3 separate regions of the Mus musculus genome follow, and regions 1 and 2 are each linked to region 3. A link is a contact called in public HiChIP or PLAC-seq and capture Hi-C data. All regions are on one chromosome and are shown on one strand. Each heading gives the region's core, a stretch centred on a gene start, on an enhancer-like site or on the middle of the called end of the contact. The rest is flanking DNA. Distances are from core to core; before and after follow the strand shown.

Region 1 (3,860 bases), core at 551-3,050, 370 kb after region 3:
TAACCAGTATTTAATCGGTTTTTTTAAGACTGAAGTGGCCACCTCTCCATCGGGTGCCTGGCAGAGGCTCCATAGAGTCAACCAAGACCTGCAAAGTGAGCTGGAAGCTCAGTGCCGGCGGCAGGAGCTCATCACACAGCAGATTCAGACCCTGAAACACAGCTATGGGGAGGCCAAGGATGCAATCCGCCACCATGAGGCTGAGATTCAGACCCTGCAGACGAGACTTGGTAATGCCGCTGCAGAGCTGGCCATTAAGGAGCAGGCTCTAGCCAAGCTCAAGGGTGAGCTGAAGATGGAGCAGGGCAAGGTTCGTGAGCAGCTGGAGGAATGGCAGCACAGCAAGGCCATGCTGAGTGGCCAGCTGAGGGCCAGTGAGCAGAAACTCAGAAGTACAGAAGCCCGGCTGTTAGAGAAGACACAGGAACTCAGAGACCTGGAAACACAACAGGCATTGCAACGGGATCGACAGAAGGAGGTGCAGAGGCTGCAGGAATGCATTGCTGAGCTCAGCCAACAGCTGGGTACCAGTGAGCAAGCCCAGCGTCTGATGGAGAAGAAGTTAAAGAGGAACTATACATTGTTGCTGGAGAGCTGTGAGCAAGAAAAGCAGGCACTGCTGCAGAACCTGAAGGAAGTAGAGGACAAGGCCAGTGCCTATGAGGATCAGCTACAAGGCCATGTGCAGCAGGTGGAGGCCCTCCAGAAAGAGAAGCTGAGTGAAACGTGCAAAGGCAGTGAGCAGGTACATAAGCTAGAGGAAGAGCTGGAGGCCCGAGAGGCCAGTATCCGCCAGTTAGCCCAGCATGTACAGAGCCTCCATGATGAACGGGATCTCATCAAGCATCAGTTTCAAGAGCTCATGGAACGTGTGGCCACATCCGATGGGGATGTGGCTGAGCTCCAAGAGAAGCTGAGGGGAAAGGAAGTTGACTATCAGAACCTTGAGCACTCACACCACAGGGTCTCTGTCCAGCTACAGAGCGTGCGCACTCTGCTGAGAGAAAAGGAAGAAGAGCTGAAGCACATTAAGGAAACACATGAGAGAGTTCTGGAAAAGAAAGACCAAGACCTCAATGAAGCTTTAGTTAAAATGATTGCCTTGGGCAGCAGCTTAGAGGAAACAGAAATTAAGCTGCAGGAAAAGGAAGAGTGTCTAAGGAGGTTTGTGAGTGATTCTCCAAAGGATGCCAAGGAGCCTCTGAGTACCACAGAGCCAACAGAGGAGGGCAGTGGCATTTTGCCCTTAGGCTCAGTCACCAGAGTATTTCCTGGCTTTCCTCACTCTCAGCCAGAGGATGAAGATCCAAGTGCTGGCCTGGGGGAAGAAGGGAGCAGTGGTAGCCTCAGCAGAGAGGAAAACACCATACTCCCAAAGTCAGCTGATATGCCCGAGAGGGAGGGGCATCTGCAGAGCACATCTAAGTCTGATCCAGGAGCTCCTATAAAAAGGCCAAGAATCAGGTTCTCCACAATCCAGTGTCAAAGATACATACACCCCGAGGGGTGTGCAAAGGCATGGACTAGCAGCACATCATCAGATACCAGCCAGGACCAGTCACCCTCAGAGGATAGTGTGTCCTCAGAAGCTACCCCGAACACACTGCCAGCAGCTGCAGATGCTGAAACCTACATCTCTATAATCCACTCTCTGGAGACGAAGCTCTATGTCACAGAGGAAAAGCTCAAAGACGTAACTGTGAGGCTGGAAAGCCAGCAGGGGCAGAGTCAGGAGGCATTGCTTGCACTGCACCAGCAGTGGGCTGGCACAGAGGCACAGTTGCGAGAGCAGCTCCGTGCCAGCCTGTTACAGGCTAGCGCTCTGGCCTCTCAGCTAGAGCAGGAAAGACAACAGAAGGCCACAAACATTGAACACCACCCTGGGGAGCTGGAAGACTTCCAAGCCAAAAATAGCCAAGCCCTGACATGCTTAGAAAACTGCTGGAAAAAGCTAAGGTCTTTGCCATGGGCTGACCAGGAGGAGGGCCAGGATGCATGTGCAGCCTCCCTGGCTAACATAGAGAGTATGCTTGTGAGTGCCATCAAGGCCCTTCAACCATGGGCTTCCCCTGCAGAGAGCAGGACGCAGGCTGAGCAAGAGAAGGAGCACCCCATAGAAAGTGGTATGGCAGCCCCTGTGCAGCAGCCCTGTCAGCCCATCTTGAATGAGCAGGAACACAGGAAGCTGCTTTCTGCTCAGATAGTCCTGGAGGCCTCACTCATCAACCAGATAGCTGACTCTCTAAAAAATACCACTTCAGATGTCTATGGTGTTCTCTGTGAGCTTACTCAGTCAGGGGAGTGGCCACTGAAGGAAGAAAGTGCTGCCCCCTCTGCTGGGGCTCCAGTGGAGATCTGGGCCAAGAAGGTACTGGTGAATGGTGAGTTCTGGAGCCAGGTCGAGTCACTAAGTAAACACCTAGGGACACTGGGAGAAGAAACAGCCTGCACATCAGGAGACAGGCAGCAGCATACTCCCCAAAGTCTGGCTGATGCCACATGGATTCGTGCAGAGCTCAGCTATGCCACACAATCAGTAAGAGAATTGTTCCACCATAGGCTGCAGAGCATACAGGAGACCCTACAAGGGACCCAGGCAGCCCTACAGCAGCACAAGTGCATGCTGGGAGAAATCTTGGGAGCCTACCAAACCCCAGACTTTGAAAGAGTAATACAGCAGATCTTAGAAACCCTCAGGCATCCAACTGGCAGGGAGGACCAGGTACAGACATCCTGGGACCAGAACCCATTAGGAGAGATACTGAGGCCAGGCACAGATGGCTCCCAAGAGCCTTTGCAGGCTTTGCATCAGAGCCCTGAAGTCCTTGCTGCCATTCAGGATGAGCTGGCCCAGCAGCTGAGAGAAAAGGCTAGCATCCTTGAGGAGATTTCAGCTGCCTTGCCAGTCCTGCCTCCTACAGAGCCACTTGGGGGTTGCCAGAGGCTTCTGCGGATGTCCCAGCATCTCTCATATGAATCTTGTCTAGAGGGCCTTGGTCAGTATTCTTCATTACTGGTTCAAGATGCAATTATTCAAGCTCAAGTGTGCTATGCAGCATGCAGAATTCGGCTGGAGTATGAAAAAGAGCTGAGATTTTACAAGAAGGCCTGTCAGGAGGCTAAGGGGGCTTCAGGCCAGAAACGTGCACAAGCAGTTGGGGCCCTGAAGGAAGAGTATGAAGAACTTCTCCACAAGCAGAAGAGTGAGTACCAGAAGGTTATCACCCTCATTGAAAAAGAAAACACTGAGCTCAAGGCCAAAGTGAGCCAGATGGACCATCAGCAGAGATGTCTACAAGAAGCAGAAAACAAACACAGTGAGAGCATGTTTGCCCTACAGGGCAGGTATGAAGAGGAGATCAGGTGCATGGTGGAACAGCTGAGCCACACTGAAAATACCCTGCAGGCTGAGCGTAGCCGGGTTCTCAGCCAGCTAGACGCCTCAGTCAAAGACAGGCAGGCCATGGAACAGCATCATGTGCAGCAAATGAAGATGCTGGAGGACAGGTTCCAGCTGAAGGTTCGGGAGCTACAGGCTGTTCATCAGGAGGAATTGAGGGCCTTGCAGGAACACTACATATGGAGCCTGCGGGGAGCCCTCAGCCTCTACCAACCCTCACACCCAGATTCCTCACTGGCCCCTGGGCCATCTGAGCCCAGAGCTGTGCCAGCAGCCAAGGATGAGGCCGAGTCCATGTCCGGGCTGCGAGAACGTATCCAGGAGCTGGAAGCCCAAATGGGTGTCATGCGAGAGGAGCTGGGCCACAAAGAGCTGGAGGGTGATGTGGCCGCCCTGCAGGAGAAGTACCAGCGGGACTTTGAGAGTCTCAAGGTCCTTAGCACAATTTATTTTTCAGAGC
Region 2 (3,870 bases), core at 1,141-3,640, 320 kb after region 3:
ACCACATTTTTGCAATTTTGCGTCCTGAATTAAATGCACCTGGCTGGCTGTTCCTTGCCTCAGTTGAAATTGCAAGCCCTCCTCGTTAGAAGCCCAGGGGTTACTTGCTATTGAAGGAGGCAGTTTATCTAATCTCCTCTGATGAATGAGCCCTTTTACTGAAGGGCCCATTCACCTACTTGGGATTAACAATAATACCCTTGTAGTGCCCTGGACAGGTCCTGCTACTGATACTTCAATAACTGAGAAATAACAGCAGAAACCTGGGGCTTAGGCCTGCCCTCCTTCCAGGGCCGTGGAGCACTGGTGGCTTTTTCTTTGTCTCACCTGTTCTCCCGAGGGCTCTGCCTATGGCCTTGGGAAACTGTCAGAGATTGGCCTTGTTCCTTCATACATAAGGTGCTGCTTTGCTCTGTGCCTTGAAACGTAAAGTTGGGAAAATAAAGATGAAAAGGGGTCCTTGCTTTCCAGTCACTTAGTCTAGCCAGAAAAATAGAATCAGCTGTCCTGAGGTGTGGAAAATGTAAGAGGTGAACAGGAAAGACACACTTGCCTTCTGTTTACCTATAGCAGGAACCAACCAACCAATCAGCCAGTAAGCTCTATAGCTTCCCGGTGACAGAAGTCAAATCAGTAATGGTGGAAGTTTTGGTAAGCTGGAAACAAGGTTGCTTGGTTACCACCTAGAGATAACAGTCAGTTCACACAAAGAGTTTGTGAACTATTCCGGTGCGCAGGCAGATGTGTACATTCCTGATGCCAAAAGTAAGATTTGTTACGTATTTAAACTTGCTACTTTTTAAAATATTGTATTCTACAGTTTGCTGTTTCATCCTACCTATTATCTTCATTTGCTATTCCATCGGGTTTATTTATGGTTCTTACAATCTCTATATACTTGTTTTCAGGTTGGTTGGTTGGTTGGTTGGTTGGTTGGTTGGCTTGTTTGTTTGTTTAAATGTAGCCTGAGATCAAGGACACTACAAGAATCAGTTGATTGGCCCACAGAATCAACTGACCAGGACTCAAGTTGGGCTCAAAGAGATCAGGGACCCTGTATGGGTCTGACTTAAGTCCTCTGCATATGTAGTATGGTTGTGTAGCTAGATACTCTTGTGAGATTCCTCACAGGGGCGCGGGGCCTGTCTCTGATTCTTCTGCCTGCCTTTGGCACCCTTTTTCTCCTTCTGAGTTGCCTTATCCAGCCTTGATATGTGCCTGGTCTTACTATAGCTTGTTATGCCACATTTGGTTAATGTTCCTGGAAGGATTGTTCTTTTCTGAAGCGGAGATGAAGCCTGTGTGAGTCTGGGGAGGAAAGAGGGGAAGAGAAACTGCAGTTGGGATATAATATATGAAAGAAGAATACATGAAAAGGAAAAATATGAGAGCCTCAGAGAACATTCTTAGAAGTAGGATTGCTGGTATGGAAATGTGTGAGTTTTGAGCCTATCAGTGGTTAACACTTCAGTAGCATTGCATGACATCAGCTAACTGGCTGGGTCTCCCCAGCTTCTCCCTTTTCCATTTTTCTCTGTATCCTATCCCAAACTATAGTGGGAGACTTTTCGAGTGAGGTCCCTAAAAGATGTTCAGTACCATGGTTGCGATCTTTGAGAACTGGGTTATTAGAAGCCTAAAGAGAACTGAGAAATCTCATTTTAGATCTTGCTTCTCCCACTGTCAGAAGCAGGATCAAAGGAGTTCAGTTTGCTGCCCCTTGCCACTTTCCTGTCCCCTGAGGCTAAAAGGGGGTTTGGGTGCAGGTACGAAGGCTACTTTATCCCCCCTTTGTAAAGGGAAATGGAGTAGGCCACATAGCAGAGTGAGAAGAGTCCACTTGGTCACTTACAGTCTCCAGACTCTACTGCTCTCTGCCTTCAGCCTCTGGCTCTCCACCACCCATTTGGCCTTTTGGAATTAGGATGAAAAAAAAAAAAAAAAAAACTGTTTCAGGCCCCAGAAGGTCCCTGCTTACTTAATTCCCATGTCTCTAAAAATATCTGAGCTTCTGCTAGCCCAGTCTCCTCCCCCATATTCTGCTGCTCTCCCCCCACCCAAGACTTAGGGGAAGAAACAAGATCTCCCTCATTGTTCTTTCCGAGCTCAGAAAGGAATAAATAAGAACACTGAGTTTCTAAAGTTGAAAGGGGGGAAAAACTGCCTTTGTTGGGCCTGGAGGGGCGTCACAGCATCTAAAGCCATCCCTGCTGGGGACAAGTCCACATTCTGTAGTCCCTTCTCTGTCACTGGGAAAGAAATGGAAGGGCCAAGAGCCTAGACTTCTTCTTTCTTATATATGTGGGATGGCAAAGGGAGCTGGGGCCTGTACAGCAGTCCAGGCTGCCTAGAGGAGCTGTATGTGGGAATGGCGTGGCTCCCAGCCTTTGACCACGCCTGGTCAGCACAGGCCAAAGGGGGCTGTGGGAAGCGGCCAACCTCAAGGCTGCTTGTGGCCCCGGGCGCTTTCTCAGGCATTTCTGGATTGGGACAGAGCCTCAGACACCACTCTTCCCATCCCCCAATCCTAGCTTTGGATTCCTGCCTAATTGAGGCTTTATTTATCTCCATGTTTCCCAGCTCTTTATGAGACAGACAAGTGGGCGAGGCCTACCCGGAGGAAGAAGGGGAAGCATAGGGGAAGAAGGGCCCAGGGGAGGAAGAAAATATAAAGGTCTACTCCCTTCTCGGAGGGGCTGTCCAGGGAGGAGCTAGAGCAAGAGAGGCTTCCCAGTAAGGTGGCTGTGCAGCATTGCTTCTTAGTCTCATCCTACTCGGAATCTAAAAATAGCCTTGTGAGAGTCACAGGCCTGCTTGCTTGTGGGAGCTCTGCACACCAGAACTCAGAAAAGCTGTATTCAGCTGCTAGTCGAAAGCCACTGGCTACCTCTCCCTTTCCTTGCAGGCCAGATCTGTGACCTCAGGATCCCGCAGAGACTTGGGGTGGAGAGGAGTGTGAACACACCCAAATGCACTCAGCAAGCTGCCATATCTTTCTGTGGAAACAGAAAAATCCGCTTCCTTTCCTCATCTTTTGCCCTTCTTTTTCTTTTTCTTTTTCTTTTTCTTCTTCTCCTTCTCCTTCTCCTTCTCCTTCTCCTTCTCCTTCTCCTTCTCCTCCTCCTTTTCTTCCTCTTCCTCCTCCTCCTCTTCTTCCTCTTCCTCTTCCTCTTCCTCTTCCTCCTCCTCCTCTTCCTCCTCCTCCTCCTCCTCCTCCTCCTCCTCCTCCTCCTCCTCCTCCTCCTCTTCTTCTTCTTCTTCTTCTTCTTCTTCTTCTCTGTCAATATTCCTACTTAACTTTTGCAAGGTAAAGCAGACCTACCTCTCTATATAGGCCATTTAAGAAAATAAAAGTCAAACTATATTGGATTTGGAGCAGTTGTGTGTAGGAGGGTAGAAGCACAAAAAAACTTTGTCATTTTGCTCAATTACAAAGTTAAGGTATGTATTGGACACATTTTTTAAGACACAAAAACAAGAGAAGATCAGTTCTCCAGAAAGTCCACTGCTGTTTGGTTTAATTTTTCAAGTCAACTCAAAAGGAAAGCCCTTCTAGGTGTCACATTCTGTCCCATGACAGCCTGTCACAATAGTAGAGATTGGAATAGACACTTATCCTTAGGGTAATGCACCCTCCTGGGGGTGGTTCTTGATAGCTGTGGGTTAGTTCTTCCTATGCACCCAAGGGTCCTGGGCAGAGGGCTGGCTAGGCAGATAAAGACATGGGTGACCTTGGAAATCTGCAACTCCCATTCCAGAAGTATTCTAACTTGAGATCTAGGTTGCTCAGAGTGCCTTGCTGGCATCATCAACCTCTCAAGCCAATTTGGCTACAAGAAGAGGTCTTGGGGACCACAGGATGCCTGGTAG
Region 3 (3,809 bases), core at 629-3,128:
AACTGTTGAATATTTCAATGCTGGACAGAACAGAGGGCTTGTAGGGCTGGCAGCCCAGGAGTATGGGGAGATACCCCCTCGGGAGGTTTTGAAGCAGGAAAATTGCAGGCTGGGAAATGTTATGGTCTGTTTATTTAGGGTTACTATTGCTATGATGAAGCACCAGGACCAAAGCTACTTGGGGAGGAGATTTATTTTACTCACAGTTCTATGTCACAGTTCATCATCAAAAGCAGTGAGGGCATGAGCTCAAGCAGGGCAGGAACCTGGAGGCAGGAGCTGATGCAGGGACCCTGGAGGGATGCTGTTTACTGGCTTCCATGATCTACATTTCTCTTAACAGTCTTATCTCCAGGCTTTGTCCCTTTGGGAAAGATGATGGGAAAGAAGGAGATGGGACCAGGGCAGGCCTGGGCCTCACTTTAGGAGAAGTCCCATTTGATGGCTGGTTTCTACCTGGCTGAGAACTTCGAGAGTAGTTAGCAGGGGAGTATGTGTTTCTTTGCACCTTACAGATTTTTCATCAAATTCATGTGAGGTTTGCTCCTAAGACACATGTGTCTGGAGTTCTGGCTTAGTCCCTCCACCCCTGGTCCCCACCCAGAATGTGCCTGGATATGGTAGTTTCTTTAGCTCTTTCTATCCTCTAGGCCCTTCTGGCTCTGCACTCCAACAAGGCTCTCATTCCCTAAGCCATCAGAGCATACCAGGACCCCTCTAGACCCAGAGATAGGAATCAGGATGAGAATAGGAGACTTCAATGAGGAGGACAGAGGACTCTGTGTCAATGGACAGAGTAAGTGAGGTGAGCTCCCACTTAGGGCAGGGTCCAACCCCCTAGAATTTAAGCAGCAGTCAATCCGCAGCCTGCCATGCACCAAGCAGTACAGTGTGTGTGTGTGTGTGTGTGTGTGTGTGTGTGTGTGTGTGTGATGCTACCCACCATGTAGCATGAACACTATGTACCCTGTAACACGTTTGATATACTCCACACTATGTAATGTGTCTAGGGGCTGACCTCAGGAGAGTGGGCTGTAAAGATTCCTGTTCCATTCTCCATGAAAACACATCATATGTCATCGCTGCAGCCTGACAGGGGCTTCGGGCAGGCAGTCCTTCCTGGCTTGGAAGTAGCTCAGAGACCGGTTACTCCAGGATCAAATGCCCAAGAGTTGGGGACGGGAGCTTAGCCCACACTACAGTAAGGCTCATGCCCTGCTCTGTTTGTAGTGCTGGGAGGTGGGCAGGCTGCAGGAGAGAAGGATATTTGGGATGAAGGACACCCAGATGTCACAAAGACAAGTACCCCTTAATGCCATTTAGCTACCCACCAGTGTTCACAGCCCCATGGGGGGCTGTTCTCCTTATGACCCCCCCCCCCAGACTGCTGTCCAGAAGATGTAAGCATCCTTTCCCTTGCCTTTCTGCCCAGCTATGGAGCCTTCTGGGTTTTGATCTCTCCCCTGTGTCACCATGCCCCTGGAGGACATGGTCCCACATGTGAACCCTGGATCAACACTCCACACTGAATAGCTGGGTGGACAGGACTACAGCAACTGGGAGTCTTGAGTGACTGGCTATCCCAGTATCCAGAAGGCCCATTTGTAGACCTATGGTGCCTGCAGGTCACTACCATGCTCTGTCCAGATGAGATGCTCTGAGAGCTCCACCCCAGCCTCTGCAGCAGAAATCCCCACTGAGCTGAGTATTCTGAAGTGCAGCTGAGCCACAAGCCCCGTCAGCCCTTGTACAAGCCGGGGCTACTACTCAGACCAGGAGAATGTGCCCAGCCTTGTAAAGAGCTTGCACACCGTCTGGCATGCAAGGATCACTGCACCTCTCCTGAGGGTCAGAGCCCTGGCTGTCTTCCCACCCACCCCTCACATGGCTTCAATCAGAGCAGGGCTGGGTCAAGGCTCGGCCAGAGGGCCACACCTCCTCCCCTTCAGGCCAGCTTGTCCAGACAGACAACACGCCCAGCTGCAGGCTAGCCACTCTACTCTTGCCTGCCAGCTGTCTGCCTTTGAACTTGGGGGGAAACAGGAGGCAGATGCCTGTGGTTGGAAAAGTGTGTGCAGGTGCCACGCCGTCCTCCAAGTCAGCTTGAGATAGGCAAAGGGGCTGAGCTGCCTACGCTGGCCTCTGTGGTTTCTTCTGCATGCCTGTTCATTGTCAAAAGTGTGGCCAGCCACCCTCCTTGTGTGAGGTAGTAGAGACTGGCAGAGTGATTTGGTGATCTCCTCTACACTGCACTGGAGGGAAGTGGAGACTGGGCAGGGGTGGACTCCTTGGACTCTGATCTTTAGCTCAGAGAGGAGCCAGAGAGAAGCTATTGCTTGCTTTCCCCCCAACTTGAGTTGTTTAAGAAAACTACCAGTGACTGTTGCCCCTCTGGGGTGGGTATAGTATCACTGTCCTAACCCCGAGGGGACATGCCACAATAACAAGAACATCAGAAAGAAGGGTCTGGTAGCCCCCTGAACTCTGCTGCTGCGTAGGAGTCTGGGGGCAGAAGAACATCCTTCCTACTCTTGTGAGGTCAGCCAGGGGCCTCTGAGGCGCCACCCACTAGGCAGAGTCAATTCCCAGCCCGGCATGCCTGGAATGCGTCCCATCATTGGGCCTCACCCGAAGCCCCAAGCCCCATGCCCTAAGTTCAGCCTCTCTCTCTCAGTGGGGAACACGGTCAGGGCCAGGCTTGCTCTCCCACTGTGCTCGGTTAGGATTGCCTTGGCTCCCTCCAGAGCAGGCGGGGATGAGATATAGGTAATGTGACAGGGAAGTGCCCCCTTGGCCCTGGTGGCATGATTGGTGCTCTGAGTACAAGCAGGAAGGAATCCATATGAATAGACTGAACTGGAACCTATGAAAGGCACTGACGAGCCTGCCGATATGGATTCCTGATGAGCAAGCCAGAAAGACTTTGATTCCCCCCCCCACACACACACACACACTGAGGCAGGCAAAGCATTCCTAATCTGAAAATCTAGAATCCGAAAGGATCTGAAATAGGAAACTTCTAAAAGGTGTTGTGATGCCACAGTGGGTAAGTGATACCCGTGACCTGCTATGACAGGTCACACTCAAAGAGCAAGCACAGTGAGGATTCCTATGAAGCCCCTCCTAGACAGCGAGCCGAAGGTGAATAGGGAAGGTGAAGGTGTGAATCATGAGAAGGATTTCTCACGGCCTCAGATTAATTGTTCTGTAATCCAAATATTGCAAGATCTGAGAATATAAAGTCAAACAGACTTCCGGTCCTGAGCATGTGAGTGACAGACATCAAGTCACTGAACTCAGGACCTCTAGAAGAGCAAATTTACTGCACTATGCTCTTGTTCTCCTCCTCTTCCCCTTCACTGTGACGATGCTCCTTTCCCTACGTCCTCCCTACCCTGCGCTCACTATCCTCCCCCATCTTCCTGTTCCCTGTATTATGTCCACCTGTGGATTTTGGAGACAGGGACAATTTCACTCTGGTCAATTTCATTTGTTGTGGAAAATTTGTTACATGGCTGAGTCTTTTTTGTGCCCTTGGTTCAAGCAGTGGTGTTCTTTTATGACATCCAATATGTGACTGACCTGTGGTCCTGGGTGCTGGACTAGACTCCCTTTTCTTGCTTTGTTTTCTTTTTCTTTTTTTTAAAAAGACTATTTATTTTTTATTTATATGAGTACACTGTAGCTGTTCTCAGACACACACCAGAAGAGTGAATCAGACCCCATTGTGAGCCATCATGTGGTTGCTGGGAATTGAACTCAGGACCTCTAGAAGAGCAGTCAATGCTCTTAACCACTGAGCCATCTCT

The links. HiChIP or PLAC-seq counts read pairs in DNA pulled down with a chosen protein or histone mark. Capture Hi-C pulls out chosen DNA fragments and counts their contacts.
Region 1: a contact with region 3 is called in a FOXA1 HiChIP or PLAC-seq map of pancreatic cancer cells. The contact joins two enhancer-like sites. A contact is called at or near these places in 3 of 39 promoter capture datasets (cranial neural crest, liver and pre-B cells) and 1 of 115 datasets of contacts at active chromatin or transcription factors (pancreatic cancer cells).
Region 2: a capture Hi-C map of embryonic stem cells shows a contact between it and region 3, with 2.5 times the contacts expected there. The contact joins two enhancer-like sites. A contact is called at or near these places in 1 of 39 promoter capture datasets (pre-B cells) and 1 of 9 other capture datasets (embryonic stem cells).

The regions. Positions count from the first base shown.
Region 1 is chr11:59,757,496-59,761,355 of GRCm38.p6, forward strand. Mprip (myosin phosphatase Rho interacting protein) reads left to right here. Exons shown (of 24, transcript NM_001368931.1): 16 at 29-3,832. Among named protein-coding and RNA genes, the nearest start is that of Gm51899, 9.8 kb to the right of the region's middle. Within about 2 kb of position 1,801, at least 101 of the 459 cell types and tissues checked have an H3K27ac peak or open chromatin away from gene starts, as enhancers often do. A contact at or near this core is called in pancreatic cancer cells, where this site is marked.
Region 2 is chr11:59,705,666-59,709,535 of GRCm38.p6, forward strand. The region is part of intron 3 of Mprip (myosin phosphatase Rho interacting protein); the gene reads left to right. Among named protein-coding and RNA genes, the nearest start is that of 1700007J10Rik, 33 kb to the right of the region's middle. Within about 2 kb of position 2,391, at least 205 of the 459 cell types and tissues checked have an H3K27ac peak or open chromatin away from gene starts, as enhancers often do. A contact at or near this core is called in embryonic stem cells, where this site is marked.
Region 3 is chr11:59,382,698-59,386,506 of GRCm38.p6, forward strand. The region is part of intron 2 of Gm15755 (a long non-coding RNA gene); the gene reads left to right. Among named protein-coding and RNA genes, the nearest start is that of Prss38, 8.9 kb to the left of the region's middle. Within about 2 kb of position 1,879, at least 106 of the 459 cell types and tissues checked have an H3K27ac peak or open chromatin away from gene starts, as enhancers often do. A contact at or near this core is called in embryonic stem cells and pancreatic cancer cells, where this site is marked.